Regions from separate parts of the Mus musculus genome. Here all the other regions are linked to region 1. A link is a contact called in public Hi-C and HiChIP or PLAC-seq data. All regions are on one chromosome and are shown on one strand. Each heading gives the region's core, a stretch centred on a gene start, on an enhancer-like site or on the middle of the called end of the contact. The rest is flanking DNA. Distances are from core to core; before and after follow the strand shown.

Region 1 (2,586 bases), core at 33-2,532:
CCTGCCATTCTACCCTGCTTCACCATCTGGGCGTTCTGCTCCAGCTGCAGAATCCTGAGACTGTCTGGCTTCACAGCACATCTGTATTTGCAGTATTGGACACAGCACATCTGTATTTGCAGTACTGGACACAGCACATCTGTATTTGCAGTACTGGGCAAACCGTAATCCTCTGCACAACTGACCCAGGTCTTTTCCAGCGCACAGAGGCGATTATATATTTTTGCTACTCTTGCCAAGTAATCCATTTGGTTCTCTTCAAGGTACATAAGGTACAAAATCAAGGGGTCACCCAAGAGGAGATGGGACCTCAGGGCTCTGTGGCCTTTACACATCGTCAGTCTACAGAAACTGTTCAAAGTGTTAGATTTGGATGGTTTTTGGTTTGCTTTTTCAAGCGAAGTATAACAGCTCTTCTCTTCTCCACCTGGCCCTACCTGCTCTTCAGCTTGAACAAAAATAGCACCAGGCTACCATGACAACCAGAGCGTGTGCTGGCCCTGTCCACTGAGGATAGATATGCCTATGGCTCTCCGGGCCCTTTGCCCATCGGAGTTGGGGCCAGGGTCCTCCAACCTCCCAAATCCAGTCCTCAGAAAGCATTCCAGTGTAGTAGGGTAGAGTTACTCCCTCCTCATCAGAGAGCTGAGAGTTTATCCAGAGTTCTCTACCTACCCAGTGGAGCCTCTGAACTTTTGTGTGTTCTTTTCAGTGTTCTCAGGCACCTGCGACAGAGGTGACCGTTTTGGTTTTTTGGTTTTTTGCTTGTTTTTATTTAGCTGATGAACCAAGGGAGGCAGGGGCTTGTGGGCTCAAGCTAGTCCCGAGCTGTTGGTGGAAAAGTCAGGACCTCAGGTCCGGTTGACAGAAAAGCAAGAGGCAGTGCTGCTCAGAAAACAGAACCCCAACAGGTGGAGAGGACTGACGCTGAGCCACAGTCAGACGAGTCCTAGTGTAAGCCTGGGTAGCAAGAAGGGGAAATCTCCTTCCCCTTTCTAAACAGGTTCATAAATGCCCGTTTCTGTCCCAGACTCGGCATCTCTCGGGTTGCCTTCGTGAGCCACAGACAACTCAAAAGGGCCCTGGAAAACTCTCCTGCCCTTAAGGTCCTTGCCAGGGTCTTGGGATGATGCCCCACCAAAGAGGTAAGGGCTGGCGGGGGGGGGGGGGCTTAGGGCCCCTGCTTCATTGCTCAGGAAACCCCAGTGTTGCTAACAAAGCGAGAGGCACCACGGCCCCCCCAGGCCCCAGCCTAGAGGCTTCCTCTTTCTTCATCTGTTTCCGACACTTATAAATGTGCTTCCTCTCTTTATGTAAATTTGGTTTAAATGGCACAGCGAAGTCTTGTAATGAGGCCATTAATAACTGGTCTTTTAACAGCCTCTTCTCGGCTTCCTGATTCAAGAATCAATTCTAATCTAGACAAACGGTGATGTCTGGATTTACTGGTGTAAGGACAGACAAATGGGCTTTGTTTGGGGCAGGCTGTGTGTGTAGCTTATTTTTACTCAGCCAAGTGAAGGCCGAAGGCAGGCCTTGAGAGTAAAACCAAACTTAGAAACTCCGTTCCTTTTGCGCCTCCACAGCCCAGTGGAGAAACTTCCAGAAAGGCACAGGAAGGCTTTTTCTTTTCCATTCAGCTGACCCCCTAACCTGACTCCTAGCCTCCAGGCAGCTGAAGCCAGAGAACTGGTTGGCCAGTTTCACTTTCCGTTTCTAAGGAGGGCCTTTCTGTCCTTCCCTCCTTGTGAGAAATGCTGTCTTGGCTTCTCAGCATGATCACAGTGAGGTGAAGTGTAGTGTTCCTTGGGAAAGGATTAAAGAAACACAGATTGAGCCACTTCAAATTCTGTTTTAAGGGCTGGTGAGATACTTGGCTGATAAAGGGGCTCGTCATCAACCAGACGACTTGAGTTCAGTCCCTGTGCCCTACATGTTAGGACTGAAGTGACTCCTGGAAATTGGACACATGAACCTGGTGGCCCATGTCCCCACCCCAACTCCCTGTCTCTCTCTCTCTCTCTCTCTCTCTCTCTCTCTCACACACACACACACACACACACACACACACACACACACACACACGTGGGCACACACGCACATGAGGGCACATACATCACCCTCCTTCCACCATCACCACCAAATAAAAACCTTCAAAATTTTTTAAGTTAAAAGCTGTAACTCTTTTAACCCAAGATCTTTTAGCTGTGCCCTCCCCCACCCCCAATAAAACCTGGAGGAGACCAAGACTCTAAAGACTTACTCTTTCCCAGAGCATACACACTTACTGAGAGGCTCTGGAAAATAAGTCCCCTCCGGCCACAGAAGCCTGGACTCCAGTCCCATCTGTCCTCTGCCAGGTTTTCCTGAACTTTAGCCTTTTCTCTCTCACAGCCTATTTCTATCTGCCTGGCCCGTCTCACGCCTTCCACGGGCAGAGCGATAAACTCCGGGAGCCCTGTGAAAACTGAAAAATGCTTGACAAAGTTAAAGCAATTAGTGTGCTCTATCTGGTGAGAGTAGATTCCCTGGCCTTCCTTCATCTCTGTATCCCCCAGAGCCAAGACCACAGTGTGAAATCAATAA
Region 2 (2,586 bases), core at 30-2,529, 230 kb after region 1:
CGGATCTAAAATGTCATGCTTTTTCAGAGTCAGAGTGAGGAAATTCTCTACAAGACAGAATCTCTGCTCTGTTCAATTAGCAGTTGCCTAGGGGTAACCAAAGTTAGTGCAAGCGCTGTATTTGGGCTCCGTTAAAGATGCAGGGAAACTTGAGTACTGCTAAGCAAAGGTAGATCTTTAGCCAATTTAAATCAGACTGACACCATTTTTTAAAGCCAAACATGAAAAATGCAACAATATAATTAAGTACCAGGAAGTTGAGGTTAACTCTAAACATTAAATAGCTGAATGGTAAGAAATTAAAATCATCTAAATTAGATTTCTCTTTAAAACCTTTGGGGGGGTGGTAAGTAGTAATTTGGAGTCACAGCCAAAAGTAGCTTTATGGCTGTAGTTGTAAAGTTAGCTATTTAATGATAGCTGGGCAAAGGTTAGTGTTAATGTGCAGTCTCTCAGCCCCAAGGTCACTACTTACTGCCAGGTTTCTGCCTATGGATCCAAATTGCCTACAAAACAGGTCACATTCGGAGCTTTGAAACATCTACTAAGAACACATCATTTGCCATCTCCAGCAGCTACTGTCTTCCATCTTCTGTGTCCTGATGGGGGTAAATACTGATTCTCAGAGAAATAAAGGCCAAGTGGAGAGAGAGACGCGTGTTAAGTGATGGTATGATTCTGTAAAGAATTACACACCAAAATATTTTCAGAAATTCAGGGGCTGACAGGATGGTCAGTGTATCTAAGTGTTTGCCACCAAGCCTGACGGCCTGAGCTTAATCCCGGAGACCCACATGCTCACAAAATCTGACCTCTGACTTCTCCCTGTATGCTGTGGCACATGTGCACATGAGATATATATACATGATATAAACGTAATTAAAAGTCTAAGCCGGGCAGTGGTGGTGCACGCCTTTAATCCCAGCACTTGGGAGGCAGAGGCAGGTGGATTTCTGAGTTCGAGGCCAGCCTGGTCTACAGAGTGAGTTCCAGGATAGCCAGGACTATACAGAGAAACCCTGTCTCAAAAAACAAAACAAACAAACAACCCCCCCCAAAAAAGTTAAGCTGCCTGTGAGGGCACACACCTGTAATCTTAACACTGGGACAACGGAAGCTGGAGAAGGAGTAGAGCTCAAGGTTAGTCTCAGCTAGACAGAAAGTTTCAGGTCGCACTGAGAAGCAAGCAAGAACCTTGACTGCTTTTGCCAAGCACATCAGAGGCAGAGGCAGAGGCAGCCTTGCCAGTTGAGGCATTGACTGAGCCAGCTGGAGCAGTGCCACAAAGCTCACCCTGGTGGTGTGGGTGAGGGAGAGCTGGTGAGCTGACCAACACGGCTGCCACCCAGGCCCAGATTCAGGGCTTTGAGTTGGCCCACCCTAGGAACTACTGGAGCATGTGAAGGGGTCAGCCTTGCAGATCCAAAGCTGCAGGATCTCCATGACACAGTCAACAGGGTACCCGAGAGGAGCCATAGTGAGGATAGAGTATCCATAGAATAGCAGAAGACAGAGGTCTTGAACCAGACCAATGACTCACTGCAGTGAGCATTTGCAAGTAAAGATGTGTGGACAGAAGGGTTTACCGTAGGATATACTATGACTCACTGCAGCTTCTGCAATGAGGTGGTTGTTGTTGTTTTTTTCTTGGGAAAGGGGAGGTTGCAAGGATAGATGGTAGATACAAAGAGACAGGGAGATGAGTGGGACTGGGGTTGCATGGTGTGAAATTCACAAAGAATAAAAAGTTTCTTTTTAAAAAGGCAGACAGAAGCCAAAACTATTTGAACCCTGCTTTTGTGCAGACTCTCAGCATACTGCCATTCAGTCCCAGTGTGCAGGTGCAGCTAAGGTTCTGAGGGACTGTACTGTCAGAGTAGGGGTCCAGTCAGATGTCTCCTTTGCAGCTCCCATGTCCTTTACTGTAACTCTGCCACCAGTGGGAGGTGGAAAGGCAGGTGACACAGGCTGTCTGTGGTAAACCTTTCTATAAAGACATGTCCTGGCCATGAGGTCAGAGTCAAAGATGGAAGAGTAAGCCAGAAGACGTATCAATACATGTTCAACACACATGAAGCTACCGTCTGTGTTCTGTCGTGTTTCACATGCCATCAAATAATAGTCTCCTAAAGGTCCATAAGCCAGAGGGGCTGAGAAGAGTGTGTGTGTGAGATGTTGTCTCAGAATCTGGGCTCTTTTCCATGTCGGTAAAAGTTGTGCATCCAAAAGCCCAAAGCCACCGTGAGACCCCTGGCCATCCCCGCAGGCCATGTTTGTGCCCTGTCTTGAACCTAGTGTTGGCCTCTCCCTCCCTCTTAGCTTCCCAGTGTGGATTTAGCTTTCATGCAGAGCAGCTGGTGAGACTGAAATGTTTCCTGGTGATATTCTCGGATATTCTCGGGGAGCTCGGTGGTGGGCTACTGTGGGGATGCTTCTGCCTTGCATGGGTCAAAGCTGATAGCCCCTCCACTGTGAAATTTCTTTCTCTTTGTGTCCTGTTCTGGAGCACTGTTGGTGGCTCTCCAGCCAATTGTTCTTTCTGAGAAATTGTCTTAAAAGCCATTGAGTTCTCAAAGTACTTTTAAG
Region 3 (2,586 bases), core at 32-2,531, 140 kb after region 1:
TAGTAGTCTAAAGCGATGAAACAGTGCGGGCTTTGAGAATTGTGGAAATCTAATTGGCTCTGAGATGGAAGGTGCCTACTACCCGTAATCTTACTCCTATCCAGGAGACCCACCAAGTCATTCTTAGGGGCAGTTACCCCCGTTCCCACGCCAGAGCGCCCTCCCTTCAAAGACCCAGACTTGATACACATCAGTGGAATCCTTGAGGTCAAGTGATGATTTTGTTTTACCTACAGAAATACTTACATTTAAATATTTAGAAGGAATGCACTCTCAAATTCTAAGGGTGAGGAAGAGGCCACCTAGCTTGTATTGGTAAGTAGCCATTTCCGTTTTTTTCATTTCCTATTTCCTCCTTGCTCTTTCTCCTCTCTTTCAAATAAATCAAGTAATTAATAGTGTGATGTTTAAACAAAACAAGGCTCCCTGTGCAAGGTGGTTTAATTATCCCAGAAGGCACCTGGAAATCCTTTCTCATCAAAATGTTCTGAGTCCTTTCCTGAACTACGGATCTGGGCGTATATTTCCCAACATATTCTTAAGCTGTTGTTTGAAAGTTTGAAATTCATTTTCTACTAGCACATTTTTTTTTCTCAGCTCTCTTAAGACTTTCAACTATGATCAGTCTTGCTAGTAAGAGATCCCCTAGGCTTTTTATTTGACTTAAAACCCTTTTCTTTTTTTTTTTTTTTTAAATTGGGGCTTATGAATACCGGCGAAGCATTTCGATAACTTAAAACTTAAAATTATCCACTTCACCTTTGCAAACCTCGGGGCTCAATGCCTCCAAGGGCATCCGGGCATTTATTCCTATTTCTGCTCTTGCACGGCGCCCCCGTGGGAGGAGCCGTTTCGACCGAGAAGTTGCGAGAAGCAATGGTGCGGAACTTGCAACAGTTGGTGCGGGCCGATAGGCAGGTAGGAAGTGATAGATGGGACTAGTTTAAAACCCAAAAGCCCCGGGGAGGGCCGGGGCCACCGTGGCCTGCCTGGAGAGCGAGGGCGGCGCGGGGACCGAGCGCCGGCGTAGAAAGACGCCGTTCCGGGCGGGGCGGGGGGACTGGACGTGGGACGCAGAGCTGGTGCGCGGGGACGCCGGGCGGGCGGGCGGGCGGGAGGAGGAGCGGGCCGCCACGGGGCCACGGGGAGGTGAGCGCAGCCTTGCCCCCGCGCCGCCCCCGGCGGGAGGCGCGACGCCCAGGCCACGGGTGCGTGCGCGGCCCCGGGCGACGCGGCTGGGCGTGCGCGGGGCCGCGGCGGAGGCAGGGCCGGGCGGGCGGCAGAAGATGGCGAGGGTGTGTAGGCGGCAGCAATGCTCCGTTGAGAGACGCGGCTTTCGGCAAGAACTGGACTCGTGGCGCCACAAGCTCATCCACTGTGTAGGTGAGGCCCTCCACCGGTGCCCCGGGCCGCCCGGCCGCCGGCCTCCCGTGCGTGGGAGGGAGCAGGGCAGAGTCCGCCGCGCTCCGGCCCCGCGCGCCCTCCCGGGCTCGGCCCCCTCCCCCACCCCCCGGAGCGCGAGCGCGCCGCCGCGGCGCCCCTCCCCTCGGCTCGCGGGGCGGGCTCGGACGCGCGGCCTCTCCCCCAGCGGGCGCATTGTGGACGCCGGGCCCGCCGCCGCCGCCGCCAGCGCGCCGGGACGCACGGGGTCGCCCCCACCTGCCCTCGCCCCGCGCCCCTCCCCCACGCCGGCGGCGCGCCCCCGTGCACGCGTGCACGCGCGGCGGCGCTCGGGCGTGTGCGAGGCGTGAGGTGGAGATGGGGGCGGAGGGAGCCGGAGCTGTCACAGGCCCCGCGTCCGCCTGAGCGAGCCAAGTGGGGTGTCATGGCCGCGGGGGGCAGCGGCTGCACTTCCTCTGCTGGCAGCGGCGGCTGCGGAGTTAGTCCTCGACGCACGGGTCGGTGTGTGCGGATTTGTGTTTGGCGTGCGCGCGCGGCGGGGAGGCCCGGGTGGGAAGCCGGGCGGGGGGGTCACCCTGGTCCCCTCCGCGGAGCCCCGGCGGCCGGCGACCGGCGCGCTTCCCCGGGCGGCGGGAGCGTGGACGGGAGTGGGGGGCGCCCGGGAGGGGCCGGGAGGCGAGCTGCACCTCTCACACTGTGTGTTTTGTCTGTTTTTCTCTCCCAAGGTCCCGTTTCCCTCTGTGCGGCGGCCGGCGGGACCATAAGGGCTTAACTCACATATTTAACCCCCCTCCAAAAAGTAAGTGGCTCTTGTGGTGTCTGCTCCACCCGCCGCCCCCTAGCCTCTGTCCATCCTTGTGTCTGACTCTAATGTCCTCAGCATTGTTATTTCCCCGTCTCTGCTTCGGTGCGGCTGATGTGTGGGGAAATGCCCTCTCGTCGTCCTCTGTCCCCCACGCCCAGTCCTCGGGGAGGCCCGGAATTCCAGCCCCCCGTGTGGATGGGGCGCGTTCTAGGGATTCAGGTCTTCCTCAGACGGACCTGGGAAATTCTGTCCGTCCACTTGGGCCCGGGGTCCCCTCTTTCCCGATGGGGTTTCGTTGGAAGGAATTATGCAAATCCTGCTTTCTGGTGTCCATTCAGCGGCAATTTCATGCGGTGAGAAGTTCTCTTTGTTGTGCGAGG

Evidence for each region. Hi-C and Micro-C count contacts between places; a contact is called where the count stands out from the background. HiChIP or PLAC-seq counts read pairs in DNA pulled down with a chosen protein or histone mark.
Region 2: a contact with region 1 is called in a Hi-C map of liver, with 1.9 times the contacts expected there. The contact joins two enhancer-like sites. A contact is called at or near these places in 7 of 39 promoter capture datasets (the 3T3-L1 cell line, 3T3-L1-derived adipocytes, cranial neural crest and 4 more), 1 of 15 datasets of contacts at CTCF or cohesin (the NIH/3T3 cell line), 1 of 484 Hi-C or Micro-C datasets (liver) and 1 of 115 datasets of contacts at active chromatin or transcription factors (pancreatic cancer cells).
Region 3: a contact with region 1 is called in an H3K27ac HiChIP or PLAC-seq map of the HPC-7 cell line, with 12 times the contacts expected there. The contact joins the promoter of Lcor here to the enhancer-like site in region 1. A contact is called at or near these places in 14 of 39 promoter capture datasets (the 3T3-L1 cell line, 3T3-L1-derived adipocytes, the C10 cell line and 8 more), 1 of 15 datasets of contacts at CTCF or cohesin (large pre-B cells), 8 of 484 Hi-C or Micro-C datasets (the Ba/F3 cell line, CD4 T cells, the HPC-7 cell line and 3 more), 13 of 115 datasets of contacts at active chromatin or transcription factors (the 230-238 cell line, CD8 T cells, DN3 thymocytes and 10 more) and 3 of 9 other capture datasets (adipose tissue, bone marrow-derived macrophages and liver).

Annotation. Positions count from the first base shown.
Region 1 is chr19:41,343,904-41,346,489 of GRCm38.p6, forward strand. All of the region lies in intron 2 of Pik3ap1 (phosphoinositide-3-kinase adaptor protein 1), which reads right to left. Among named protein-coding and RNA genes, the nearest start is that of Pik3ap1, 40 kb to the right of the region's middle. Within about 2 kb of position 1,283, at least 159 of the 459 cell types and tissues checked have an H3K27ac peak or open chromatin away from gene starts, as enhancers often do. A contact at or near this core is called in the 230-238 cell line, the Ba/F3 cell line, CD8 T cells and 8 more, where this site is marked.
Region 2 is chr19:41,578,197-41,580,782 of GRCm38.p6, forward strand. The region is part of intron 7 of Lcor (ligand dependent nuclear receptor corepressor); the gene reads left to right. Among named protein-coding and RNA genes, the nearest start is that of Mir8091, 9.2 kb to the right of the region's middle. Within about 2 kb of position 1,280, at least 18 of the 459 cell types and tissues checked have an H3K27ac peak or open chromatin away from gene starts, as enhancers often do. A contact at or near this core is called in liver, where this site is marked.
Region 3 is chr19:41,481,401-41,483,986 of GRCm38.p6, forward strand. Lcor (ligand dependent nuclear receptor corepressor) reads left to right here and starts at 1,282. Exons shown (of 8, transcript NM_001370767.1): 1 at 1,282-1,383; 2 at 2,127-2,200.